Linked DNA regions of Mus musculus: region 2 is linked to region 1. A link is a contact called in public HiChIP or PLAC-seq data. All regions are on one chromosome and are shown on one strand. The core of a region is the stretch at or near the end of the contact, and the rest is flanking DNA. Distances in the headings are between cores, read along the strand shown.

Evidence for each region. HiChIP or PLAC-seq counts read pairs in DNA pulled down with a chosen protein or histone mark.
Region 2: a contact with region 1 is called in an H3K27ac HiChIP or PLAC-seq map of regulatory T cells, with 5 times the contacts expected there. The contact joins two enhancer-like sites. A contact is called at or near these places in 1 of 15 datasets of contacts at CTCF or cohesin (the NIH/3T3 cell line), 4 of 484 Hi-C or Micro-C datasets (B cells, Th2 cells, bone marrow-derived macrophages and 1 more) and 8 of 115 datasets of contacts at active chromatin or transcription factors (CD8 T cells, astrocytes, embryonic basal ganglia and 4 more).

The regions. Positions count from the first base shown.
Region 1 is chr5:106,985,922-106,993,171 of GRCm38.p6, reverse strand. No RefSeq gene overlaps it. Among named protein-coding and RNA genes, the nearest start is that of Cdc7, 25 kb to the right of the region's middle. Within about 2 kb of position 2,316, at least 73 of the 459 cell types and tissues checked have an H3K27ac peak or open chromatin away from gene starts, as enhancers often do. A contact at or near this core is called in regulatory T cells, where this site is marked.
Region 2 is chr5:107,263,836-107,270,275 of GRCm38.p6, reverse strand. It overlaps Tgfbr3 (transforming growth factor, beta receptor III), which reads left to right. Exons shown (of 17, transcript NM_011578.4): 2 at 3,926-4,082. The coding sequence starts at 4,016. Among named protein-coding and RNA genes, the nearest start is that of Tgfbr3, 23 kb to the left of the region's middle. Within about 2 kb of position 5,160, at least 34 of the 459 cell types and tissues checked have an H3K27ac peak or open chromatin away from gene starts, as enhancers often do. A contact at or near this core is called in regulatory T cells, where this site is marked.

The DNA of each region.
Region 1 (7,250 bases), core at 1,067-3,566:
TTCGTTCCTACCCATCTTTTCACGTGCCCACCTCTTCTGTAACATATCAAAGTTTTAAGGTCCTGAAAAGAAAAGGATAGTGGAAAGGTAGGAGAAAACAGCTCCAAGCAAAGCAAGTATAACACCAACAAATAGTCACATAGTAAAACCCTGCTCCCCCTGCCCTCAAATCAATAAATACATTTATTTCAATTTGCCAGGTGTGGTGGTGCATACCAGTACTTCCAGCACTTGGAAGGCAGAGGCAGGTGGACCTCTGTGTTCAAGACCAATCTGGTCTACAGAGAGTGTTCTAGATCAGCCAACGCGCCACAGTGAGACACTGTCTCAAAAATAATAAATGGATAAATAAATAAATGAATGTACTGAGTGCCTGGTAATAGCACCAATAGATAGATAGAGATAGGTGAGAGAGAGATTATAGATATATGATGCATAGATGATAGATAGATGATAGATAGATAGATAGATGATTATTATAGATGATAGATGATAGATACATAGATGATTGATAAATGATAGATAGATGATAGAAGATAGATTGATAGATGATAGATGATTGATAGATTAGATGATAGATGATAGAAGATAGATAGATGATAGATGGATGGGTGGATGGATGGACAAACGGACAGACGGATGGATGGATGGACAGATGGATGGATGGATGGATGGATGAATGGATGGAGTGAATGCCTTGTATTCCCAGCACTGGGAGCAGAGATAAGCAGATTCCTTGCCAGTCATCCTAGCCCACATACTCAGTTCCAAGCCAATGACAGACCCTACCTCAAAGAGGGAGAGGGAATGTCACCAAAAGCCCAAGATTGTCCCGACTTCTCCTTACACAGGTACACATGTATGTGCAAAAAGTAAGAATGGGGAAAATGAAATTCTCTAAAGTTAATATCCAGCGAAAACTAAAAAGCTAAAGGCCATGTTTTTCTCCTTACTCCAATTTCATCATATGCTGGGAAATGTATGTATATATGTATGTATGTATGTATGTATACACACACACACACACACACACACACACACACACACACAGGAAGGGACACGGTGTTCTCATTTCCACCCACTGCATTCTTCCCAGCTGCCAGTTCTAACATCTGCCATCCCTTAAATGTGAAACGGAGCATCAGGTTTGAGGGCTCATGCAGTATTGCTAAGCCCCTACTTGCAACAAAAGTACAAATAGTCTCTGGGGAGAGAAGTCCCCACAGTGTCCTTATATCATCACATATGCTTATGAATGCTACAGATGTCGATTAGGCAGAAACTTCTGAAAGTCCCTGTGCACAAAGAGAAAGTTCTCCAGATTTCTCAATGGTGGGGCTAAGGCTAGAGTTCTTGGCTGATAACATTGCTATACAAGGAGAGTTTGCTGCAACATTTCGTAACTCAAGAGTGCAGGCCTGCGGCCACACTCTTACAACACAGTTGGATTCATCTCACACTGCGGTGAGGAGAGAGTGGGAGGAATTTAAACATTCTTAGCTTTGTTTGGATTATCAAAACAATTCCTCTTTATGGAGTGCACCAAGGTGTATCTCACGATCTGTCCAGGGCAAAAGACAGGTTAGGATCTGATGTGGAGGCAGAGAAACAAAGTGGTTTTGTCCCTGACTACACAGTGACTGGGAAGGCGGTCTGGGTGAAGGTACATAGAAAGGGGAGGCTGGAGAAGGAAATTAGAAGGAGGCAAATGGCAGAGAGGACAGACCCTGGGGGTGCTTTGAACATCCTCGCTGGAGCTTAGCATGGAAATACAGTGCTGGCAGATATGCCTCTGACCACTAATAGACAGAAGGGGGGTGCATTGGAGGGAGGAAATGAGCCCCCAAGCTTCAGGAGCGGCTTTCCTCCTTCCAGCTATGAAGGTGGGGGCAGGGAGGCGCTCAGCATTTCTGCTCATGCCCAAAGACTTAAAAAGATACACAGAGCTTCATTTCTAGAAGTCAACTGTCATTGACCTCAAAGAACAAAACACAAAAATATACCTCACTGCAGGCATGCTATGTGCTGAGCACTAGAGACCCAGAGGCACGTACATTAGACAGATAAAGCCTTGTTGTAGATGATAGACAGGAGGGACTGGTAATACGGTACAGGGGAGCCCGGGGAAGGAACACAGGTGAAAAGCCCGGGGTAGAGAATGGTTAAACCACCACCAGCTCTGTTTGCCTGAACACTTAGTTTTCTGTGAGAGTCGATGTTTTGTGTTTATGTCTTCAAAGTCTTACTGATAGATCCATCCAAGTGTCCCGGGCAGCTGCCTCACAGAACATGCCAAAGGAATTCCTGCCATCTGGTGGACAGAGGCAATGTCACCGTGCAGCTCCAGGGTCACAGCATCCAGATTCTGCTACCCTGAGTTAAGTCTGATACAGCTGGCTGTGGCGGCCCCGCACCCACAACCTCTGCACCAGGGAGGCGGAGGATCACTAGTTCAAGGCCAGTTTCCGTTACACGAGCTCCTGTGTAAACTTAAACAAACAAGGGTGCTGGAGAGTGGACCGGAAGTCCAGAGCACTTGCTCTTGCAGAGGTCCTGGGTTTGGTTCTCGGCACGCACGCCGTAGCTCAAACCATACTTAATTCCCATTCCAGGTGAGCTGACACCTTCTGTGGTGTACATGCATGCAGGCAAAATATTCATATGTGTAAAATTTAAAAATCTAAAAAAAGAAAATGAAAAGTCCGACTATAAATACCCTGATGTGCTTTATTCTTTTGTAATCATTGTTACCGATTTATTTTATTTTATTTTTATCTATGTGTGAGGGCATGTGTGTGTGAGTTCAGGTGCCCATGGAGGTACCATGGAGGTGCTGAGAACTGAACTTGGGTCCTCCGCAAGAGCACTAATTGTTCTTCCCTGCTGAGCCCCCACCCCCACCCCTCATCAGCCACTCAGATGTACTTAACAAAAGTTAAGGAAAAATATGCAAGAATGTTCTCAAGAAATTCAACCATGTCTGAAAGAGGACATGGAGAATGGCGAGGGGACGATAGAGAGCCCGCTGCATAGTTGTTCTGATGCTGTGTTTCGGGGCCACTTTTACCCCTCCAGACTGCAGGCACATAAAAGCGCTTTGCAGCTGAGATTCCTTTCAGTCTTGGCTCGCTCCTTCACTTCACACTCCTCCAATCAAAGTTTCTTTTTCAGTCGATAAAGGGTAAGCAAGGAGGCACTAAAACATTTCCCAGTTGTGCTGTTTATACTTTTAAGTGTGAATATCCGAGGTCCCACTCAATGCTCAGACACTCAGAGATACACGACCATCAGTCCCCAGCACAGATGGCCTCAGACGCCCATGTTCCGAGGAGAACATACTTTCAAAATTAACAAGTTGGAACGCACTTCTAACAACTTATATTACTCCCAGTTGATGGACTCGATTTTATAAATGCAATTTGGACTCAGAGATGTTAGACTTCTCAGAACAAACAAGCTTTGGGGACTGACGTGATACGTTTAGAATTGAAGCTATCTTTAAAAAAAAAAAAAAAAAAAAAAAGACTCCAGAAGAAGGGTCCTACATGTATATATCAAGTGTGGACATTTTTGCTTTTCCATGGTATTTTATACACACTGGCATTTTTTATTGTTGTGACATTTGACACAAGAGCAAGAGTTAAAAATGAGACTGTGCTAGAGTTATGAAACTTTTGCCCGCTGGTCTTTCACACAAGGCTGTGAAGGGTTACTGTGGATAAAGTTCCCACCAGCTGTTTCTCCTCCGCCGAGGTCAATGTTCTGGGAACAGAGTACCAGCAGCTTGGAGAGGAGAGAAATTAGTCCTGAGATGGATGGGACCTCGGGGGAGCTGGGAAGCCTTAGGACAGACAGTCCACCACGGGAAAGCAGTATAACCCTTCAGATGTCTAAGAATTAAAGAGGCTATCTTTAGACTGGGATTGTCCTGGTGGGTCTTGGAAATCCCTCCATCGGGTCAAGTTCCCAGGCGGCTCTAAGGCCTCGGCTGACTACTTGTGTCTCTCTAGTGGTAAGAAATGTAAAGAAATGAATGTGTGGTCTCTTCCTTCAGGAGACTTGTACTTCACTACAGGTCTCCGAGGAAGTCACTGTCACACAGACATTCCAGGGAAGACATTCCAACTACAAAGTCCCAAGTCTTATTCTGAATTGAAGCATCAGACTGGAATCCTGCCTTGACTCGTCACATTTTTATGAGTTGGGGGTGGGGCGGGGAGTGGGGGGGGAGACCATTGGGAAAATATGTAGGAGCTACTTCATTTTTCTGTCCTTCTAGTTTCTTGTCTAAATCACATGCTAGTCTTTAGAAAAGTTAGAGGGAATGTACACAAAGTATAGATATATCCTTATAAAACAAGCACTCTGGGCATGGTGGCACAGCCAGTAATCCCAGCCCTTGGAAAGAGGAGGTGGGAGATCAAGAGTATCCTTGGTTACACAGAAAACTAAAGGCCAACCTGGGCTACACAAGACTCTGTTTCAAAAACAAACCTAAACAAAAAACAAAGCAGACACTCTAGTTAAGAGAGGTTTCTGATCGACTAAGCAGGTTATATTTATGTATCAAACAATTAAGTTTTAGAAGGCCGTGAATTTGAAGGAGAGCAAGGAGCTGTTTACAGGAGGTCTTGTAGAGAGGGAAAGGAAGGGAGAAATGATGAAGTTTTATTATTATCTAAAAAAAAACAAAAAATAATTTTTAAAGTAAGTTTCCAGTCTGGTATCACTACCAAGAAAGCAAATTAATTAACAAGTGCACATTCTTTCATGTTATTTGTCAAGCTTCTAACTCCACCTGCAGCAGGCACCCGTCTTCTCTGTGTACCTCCACCTACAGCAGGCACCCGTCTTCTCTGTGTACCTCCACCTGCAGCAGGCACCCGTCTTCTCTGTGTACCTCCACCTGCAGCAGGCACCCGTCTTCTCTGTGTACCTCCACCTGCAGCAGGCACCCGTCTTCTCTGTGTACCTCCACCTGCAGCAGGCACCCGTCTTCTCTGTGTACCTCCACCTGCAGCAGGCACCCGTCTTCTCTGTGTACCTCCACCTGCAGCAGGCACCCGTCTTCGCTGTGTACCTCCACCTGCAGCAGGCACCCGTCTTCGCTATGTACCTCCACCTGCAGCAGGCACCTGTCTTCTCTGTTTAGGACAAATGAAGGGATGCTTTCTCAACAGATGCAGGAGGTGTAGAATGCTAGTATTCTTAATTTTAACATAAAATTATGCTTCCTTTCTATGAATAAGCATCTGATATAAATATTTACTTATGGGATTTTTTTTTTTTAAATAAAGACAAAAGGAAGGTGCTGTGGCTCAGGAGTTAAGGCACTGGTATCCACGCCTGGTATTCAGTTCCCAGAACCCAACTGCTGAAGATTGTCCTCTGTCACCACAAGGGAACCATATAAATAAATACATGCAAATAAATAAATACATATAAAAATAAGTATCTTTTTAAAGTAAATTATCAGAGAGACTGCTCTGTAATTAAAGAGTATGCACTACACGCCTTTAATCCCAGCACTTGGGAGGCAGAGGCAGGTGGATTTCTGAATTTGAGGCCAGTCTGGTCTAAAGAGTGAGTTCCAGGACAGCCAGGGCTACACAGAGAAACCCTGTCTTGAAAAACAAAAAGAATACAAAATTTTAAAAAAAGTGCACTGCTTTTCCAGAGGACCTGGGCTGCTGACCAGCACCCACGTTGAGTGGTCCTGTAACTGCCTGTAACTTCGTCCAGGGGTTCCAATGACCTTCATCCAGGGGTTCACCTTTCAGTACAAAGCATTACGTGGTGTCTAGAGCAGTGTGAAGGTGCTGGGCTCCCCAGACCTTGTCCCCTGCTCTTGAAGACTAAGTTAAAGTCACAGTGTGGGGCTATGGAGTCATCTGTCTGCTTGTAAGTCACTTCCTTGGTCTTGTCCCAGCTGTCATTTCTACAGCATAGGCTATAGTCTTCAGCAGTTACAGAAGGAATCTACACTAAGGGCAAACATAATTAAATGCACACAGAAGCACAGCATGGTGATCTCGAGGTAGGTAATGAGTGCGCACACTCCTTCAGATTAGAGATAAACCACCTGACAGCCCTCTCTCCTTCCGATTTGTGCTCCTCACTCATAGCTTGTACTCTTCTGGTTTCGGGGTGTTCCATCTTCTTGGTTCCCCACTAGTGACTGGTATTGTCTGGTCTAGCAACAGAGATGAGGTTATTAATTTTCTATCTTCTTTCATGTGTTGGGATTAAATTTTCTAGTGCAAAAACCTATTACTTTATTTTTAATTAATTTTATTAATAATGAGAGTTCTGCCTGCCTGTTTGTATGTGCACATGTGTTTCTGGTGCCCATCAATATCAGAGGAGGTACTGGATCCCCTGGGACTGGAGTTAGGGATGGCTATAGACCCTATGTATGATCCTGGTCCTCTGCAAGAACAACCAATATTCTTACCCGTTGAGCCATCTCTGAGGCCGTTCTGTCTTCTCTTTTTTTAAGATTTATTTATTTCATGTATGTGATACAATGTCACTATTTTCAGACACACCAGAAGAGGGCATTGGATCCCATTACAGATGGCTGTGAGCCACCATGTGGTTGCTGGGAATTGAACTCAGGACCTCTAGAAGAGGAGTCAGTGCTCTTAAGCTTTGAGCCATCTCTCCAGTCCCCTGTTATTTTTCTTATAACAGCGCTTCAGTGGAGTCCAAGGTGGAACGTGCTCAGTGTTTAAGATTGGTGGTGTCACACTTAAAAGGTTATTCTGCTCATAGGACTTGCTTACAAAGAAGAACAAAACCATCCACGTTGTAGTCACTGTTTTTGCCTCACGAGGGTTAGGAGACACTCTTCAAACAGGCTTGAAGCTACTCATCCTTTTAAATTCTTTCCAGTTAATGTCTAAAGCACTAAAAGTTCAAGGTCAATTTTATTTTAACTAATTTTAACTAATTTTTCTTCCTCTTGAGATATCAAGTCAATGTTCTCATGCTCGGGGTTTGCAGTTTCCCTGGCCTTCCCTACAGATTCTCACCAGGTCTGCAGTTGCTAAGACCACACTTTTCACTTGAGGCATCTGTAACAGTGCTGGTTGTGGAAGCCTCATCTTGTCAGAAACTAGGGTCATTCTGATGACAACCTCTCTGTGTAATGTGGCACTTCAGCTACTTCTGACTGCTTGTCTGGAACTGGCAGTCTACCCTTCAAGGAGAGGTGGCAGTTCACACACACACACACACACACACACACA
Region 2 (6,440 bases), core at 3,911-6,410, 270 kb before region 1:
GGAACTCACTTTGTAGACCAGGCTGGCCTCGAACTCAGAAATCCGCCTGCCTCTGCCTCCCAAGTGCTGGGATTAAAGGCGTGTGCCACCACACCCGGCTTAAGACTGCCTTTCTTAACTGAGTAACTGAACAGTTACAAGTTAATTGTGAATTATGTCTCACTTTGAAAGGTGTCCTGTACTTAGCCATCTTAAGAATAGCTAGCACATTTTTTTCTTCCTGGCTACCAGACATCCATTTTGCCACATTTCCCTCTAAAAACAATGTTTTCCCTTCATTAAAACAAACAAACAAAATCTTCCGGGCCATCAAGATGGTCTAACAGTAAATGTGCTTGCTGTGCATAGCCTACACCTGATGACTGAGTTAGATTCTTAAACTGACTCAGAGCTGGAAGAGAAAGGACTTCACAAAGTTGTTTTCTGACATCTGCATGGGCTGCCCAATGCACATGTACACACATGTACATACATGTACATGGTGTCATACATGCCCCCATACACCCACACAAATGTACATAGACACATACATATACATACACAGATACACATACAGACACACACCACACACACAGATTGACAGATGCACACATACCACACACAGACAGAGACACACCACACACACAGAGGAACATACACACATGTACACACACAAATATATATAATATATTATATATAGAGACACATATACAACGATACACACAGACAAACACATACACACCACACACACACAGATGGATAAATATACACACACAAATATACATAGACACACACATATACATATACCAGATACACACACACACACACACACACCACACACACAAATTGACAGATGCTCACACACCACACACGGACAGAGACATACCACACACACACACACACACACACACACACACACACACACACGGAGGGACATACACACATCACACACACAAATATACACACACACACACACACAGATACACAGAGACAGACACACACCACACAGACGGACACACAAACACACACAGATAGACACAAACACGCACACACACACACATTCCTTCCTTAGTCTAGGCTTTTCTAAGTAGCTCCTTTGGAGCGTGGGTCTAGATTCGTGGTGCTGTCAAGGATTTGGTTGAGCAGGCTTTCCTCAGCTAATCCCTGTATTTACCCAAATGCTTTGCTGGTTCTCAGGAATGTGCAGCAGCCAGCTCTGATTAATGGTCTCAGAAGTAAACACAGCATGCTCCGAAATCAACAGACTTAGCAAGCGGCACATTCTTCTTTGTTTTTAACCTGTGAGTGCCCCCCCCCCCCTGTTTTCTTCTGCTAATTTGTGGTGCTAAAGGCTCCCATCCCCAGCAGTGGAGCACACTGCTGTGAAGCTTTGGGTGGCGAGCAAAGAGATCACTCTGCAGTCGCCTCCAGATTGTTCCAGGGTCTCAGTGGTTCTACTTACGCACTCACACAGCTCATGAGCCCAAAGAGATTTCATGATGTCAAGGCGGGTCAGCAGCTAAGTGACTATGACAGAACCTCACCTGAAAGAGGAGTTGGTGTTTTCTGGTTTTATTTCAGAGGTACACAATTATGGAGGCCTGGCTCCACCCAGCATTCAGCTGAGGGGCTGGATTCCTGAGTCATGCCACAGCTCTGGTCTGTAGTCTTGGCTGGACATCAGCCAGGTGGGACCCCTGGGATTCCCTTCCTGTCCTCCCAGGCCCTAGAACTCTGTCAGCACACTGGGGAGATTAGACAAAAAAAAAAAAAAAAAAACCCTCGCAGTTTGCTTTCTTTTCGAACACGTTCTCATAAAGAGGGGCTTCAGCTCAAAGAAGCTCCTTCTTTGTTCACCACAGCTGTGTGGAGTCTCAACTTGTCCTGCACTTCCTCGGAGATGTCTCGAGATCCGGAGTGAACTTGCTGTGGTTGCCTTTGGGCATCAAACTGTTTAGCTTGGCTCGATTATATAATAATTATATAATTGCCCAATATTCTTGTCAGCAATTTGCAGGCCGTATTTTTAATAGGGCCATTTGCCTTTCTTTCCATGGTTCCTTCAGGACTGGTGTAAGCTCCTGGATTATTGCAGCGCAGCCCCACAGGCCCTGCACAGATGTGAGCAGAGGTGACGCGCGCCCTGGGCTGCCTGTGGTTATTTGCTCCATAAAAATCCTCCTGTAAACCATCTTCTCAGTGCTCCTTATGGGTCTTTGCTTTAGTAAGATTTCTGTTGGTGTTCGTTGAAATGGTATATTCTTTCAGGGAGATTTCTCTTTATTAACCCGTTTAGGAAATCTAATTTTTGAAGAAAAAAACCTGGAAACAAACTCTCCAGCTTATTAACCCATTTAGGAAATCTAATTTTTGAAGAGGAAAAACGGGAGACAAACTCTCAGTGTTGTTGTCGAGTTCTTAAGCAAACAGACATTTCCATTTATCTGATGGTGAGAGAAAGGCGAGGCTTCCAGGGGTTAGCTGAAGTAAATTTCGTGGCTTTCAAATAAGTTTTCTAACTTGTCAGCATTGCTGGTAACTTTGTTCTCCCTTGACCTTGACTTCTTTCTCCCTGTGGCAATACACAAAACTTGTTGGGCAGGAGCTAAGAATTACATGAATGACCGACCACACTCCGATCTTTTCAGTTATCAGCAAGAAGACCTCAAAGAGAATGGGGTAGTGATCAAAATAGCTGATATTTTTTGATTGATAGCGTATTATATGTGTGGCACCTTATAAACCTGGGTGCGCGCTCTCTCTCTCTCTCTCTCTCTGTGCCTCTCTCTGTCTCTGTCTCTCTTTCTCCCTCTGCATCTCTGTCTCTCTCTCTCACACATACATATATATATTTCAACTGTCTCAAACAAAGCAACAACCTCCCCTCCCCCGATACACATATCAGTCACAAATCTCAGCTAGATGACGGCCACACCTTTAATTCCAGAACTCAGGGGTCAGAGGCAGGTGGATCTCTGTGAGTTTGTGGCCAGCCTGTTCTACAGAGTGAGTACAGACCTACCAGGACTACAGTGAGACCTTGCCTCAAACAAACCACACTCACACACAGACCCAGACACACACAGATCCAGACACACAGAGACCCACTACACACACACACACACACACACACACACGTAAAGCAACAGCAATACAACCTTGACAGAGCTCTAGACAGGAACCAGAAATGGTTAGAAAGAGGCTTCTGGATCACATGGCCCAGGACTGAGTTTTTCTGCAATGTGGCAGAGAGGCAGCAAAGCCCTTTCTCCTTTTTAATATTGGTGAAGAGGTGAAGAGTTGAAATATGAGTTTTGTTCTTTCTGTTCTTTTTTTGTTTTTTGTTGTTTTTTGTTTGTTTGTTTGTTTTTTGTTTTTTTCTCTCTGCAGATTGACTCTCAGTGCAATTGAAGTTGATCTTAGTGGTAACCTCGCCATGGTGAGGCTCAGTCTCTAAGAACTATTTCTGCTTGCTGGCTCTTGGAACTGCATGTCCAGTGTCCCTGACTGTGTACATTGTTACTGCTGATATGACAGGTGTCTGCCTGGCGTGTCTGTCACGGTCCTAAAAACTCCACACAGAACCAAAGATCTACTTGAGTGTGTTGGTACATTCCTGTGATGCTAGCCATTCAGGGAGGTTGAAACAGGAGGGACTTGAACCCAAGAATGTTGGGCTAGCCTGGGAAACATAGTGAGACCCTGCCTCATGTTTAGTATGTGAAGTATAAGCATGTCACTTTTAAAACTACTCTCTGTAAGAGTCTTTGTTAACAGTCACTGTCCACCCCAATTTGCCTGAGGGCTGCCCCGGTCTTTTTCAGGACAAATTGTTTCTCTTCGATACTTTTCAGAAATTCTCCATTTAACTTTTTACATATGACATGTGTGTTCACTAGCGAAATTTCAACACTGTTTTCTTACTGAAATTTGTTTATTTTTCTAGGCAAGTTGAACATTGCAGAGAAGGATCTTAAGGCTACACCCGACTTGCCACACTTGCCATCCAGCTGAAGAACCAAAGGCTGTTGGAGAGATGGCAGTGACATCCCACCACATGGTCCCTGTGTTTGTCCTGATGAGCGCCTGCCTGGCCACCGCAGGTAATGCACCTTCTCAATTGGGAGGCTCTTAACCTTCTCTTGAATTCCTATTTCCTTCTCCCCTCAGTCTCTTTGGCTAAAAATATTTAGTCCATATTATCTTATGTAAAATGTGAATATTTATGTTATTTAGGTAAATAAAATATTTGACTATCATACTGATACATAATATGTTTTCCTGTGTTGTAGTTTACTAAGCTGGGGCTAGACATTCTAATGTCATGACACGGGACCCAGCTAACCTCTGTTGAGGTAGGCAGATAACAAAGAGCCCCATTTGAATTTTGTTACAGGCATAGTTAAGAGCAAAATAAGAATTGTAAGGGTCTTTTTATTCTCTTAAAAGAATGTTTTTATAAAATAAATAGATCTTTTGATATAGAGGTAACATCCTTATCGTGAGATTTGGGGAAGGGAGGCGTCTAGTTTCAGCTGCTTCGGACATATTAATAAGCATTCTTTAAGACCCAGAGAGAGGGTCTGAGAAGTAGGCTGTCAGTGCCAGCTTCAGCACTGAAGGAGAGAGAGAGAGCGAGAGAGAGAGAGAGAGAGAGAGAGAGAGTGAGAGAGAGAGATCGCTCGCGAGAGAGAGAGAGAGAGAGAGAGAGAGAGAGAGCGCGCTTATGTTTCCCAGAGGCTGTCAGAATGTAAGGGCAACGCTTTGGGGGAGTGTTAGGGGTATCATCATTTAACACATTTGGAAGGTTAATTCGCTCTATTTTATCATTGTGTGCACTTGTTCTGTAATGAGCTATATAAAAGCAATTCATTGTATCAGTTCTGGAAACGGGCAGTTCTCAACAAGGACAGCACCGACCTAAACGTGTACTCCAGCCAGCCTTTGGTATATATCGTATATAAACTCGAACAAAATAGTTCCATAAGCTCTGGTAATCAAAGCTCTGAGAGAAGTGTGCCATTTAGTAGGAGATAAAATGAGATATGGAGATACATAGTTCATTTACACGAAGTTGTGTAGCGGGTCCAGATTTTTACGTTTTGCATTTTGTGTGGTGGGTGGAAGATAACATCTGACCACGGAGGCTTCCGGAGGCAGACAGGGACTGTGCAGACAGACTGTGGGAAGGCCAGTTGGTAGAAAGATGTGTGAGACTGGAGATCAGAATGCTACCCCCAACCACTGTAGACATTTTGAAAGAAAGTTCTTAATGTTTTTTATTGATTCTTTTTTTCTTTCCTTCTTTCTGTTGTTGTTTTAAATGCCAGTATGTGAACTTGAACTGCCCGCTCTGTCTGTGTGGCTCTCTGTCAGCAGTTTCACTTTGTGTCACTGTTGAAGAATTGTTTGCCTTTCAGGGTATGCAATAAAATGGATCTTTTCTTTCTCTTTCTTTTCTTTATTTTTATTTTTTTGAGATAGGGTCCCTCTATGTTGCCTAGGCTATCCTGGAACACACAGAGACCCACCTACCTCTGCCTTCTGAGTAGAAGGATTCAAGATCTATGCCAGCGTGCTCAGCAAAAATGAGTCTTACTGTTAAAATGGATCAAGCGGTGGGCGAGAGGAGGCACACTTGCTGTGATAAGGTGTCGAACTGTGCCTGGGGTCTTGACACAGGGGTTCTGCTCTTACTGATGTCACGTCACGGAGAGCGGCTCCATGGGAAAGCTGTGAGCATGACGGCTTGTGTAGCCTTGATAGTTTTGACAGTGAATCACTCTTGCCAAACACCCTCCTTTCTCTTTCAGAACATAAGAGGGGGATGGGGGAGAAAGAAAAAGAAGAAATATATACACTTAGTCTCATATATATCCAAAGTTTTGCAAAAGTAGAAAATACAATAGAGCCACGGATTTTGTAGACTCACAGGGCACCTGGTAGGAAAGCAGAGGGGCGGGTGCCTCTTCTGTTTTTATGGGTTGTGAGTGTGTGTGTGTGTGTGTGTGTGTGTGTGCATGAGCATGCATGTATGAGCATGTATGTGTGTATGTAGGCCAGAGGACAATCCAGGTGTCTCTTTTCAGGCTCGGTGCCCTTTTGCTGAGACAGGTCTCTCAGTGGCCCAGAACTCACCAAGTAGGTAGATTGGCAATCCAAGTGAGCCCAGGGCACCCATCTGACTCTTTTTATTTTTATTTTTTTAAAGATTTATTTATTTATTTAATAAATATGAGTACACCACCAATGCTCTCTTCAGACACACCAGAAGAGGGCACCAGACCCCATTACAGACGTTTGTGAGCCACCACCATGTGGTTGCTGGGAATTGAACTCAGGACCTCTGGATGAGCAGTCAGTGCTCTTAACCACTGAGCCATCTCTCCAGCCCCCCCACCCCTGACCTGACTCTTACTTGACATTGGTGAGATTACAGCCGAGCCACACTCAGCTTTTAA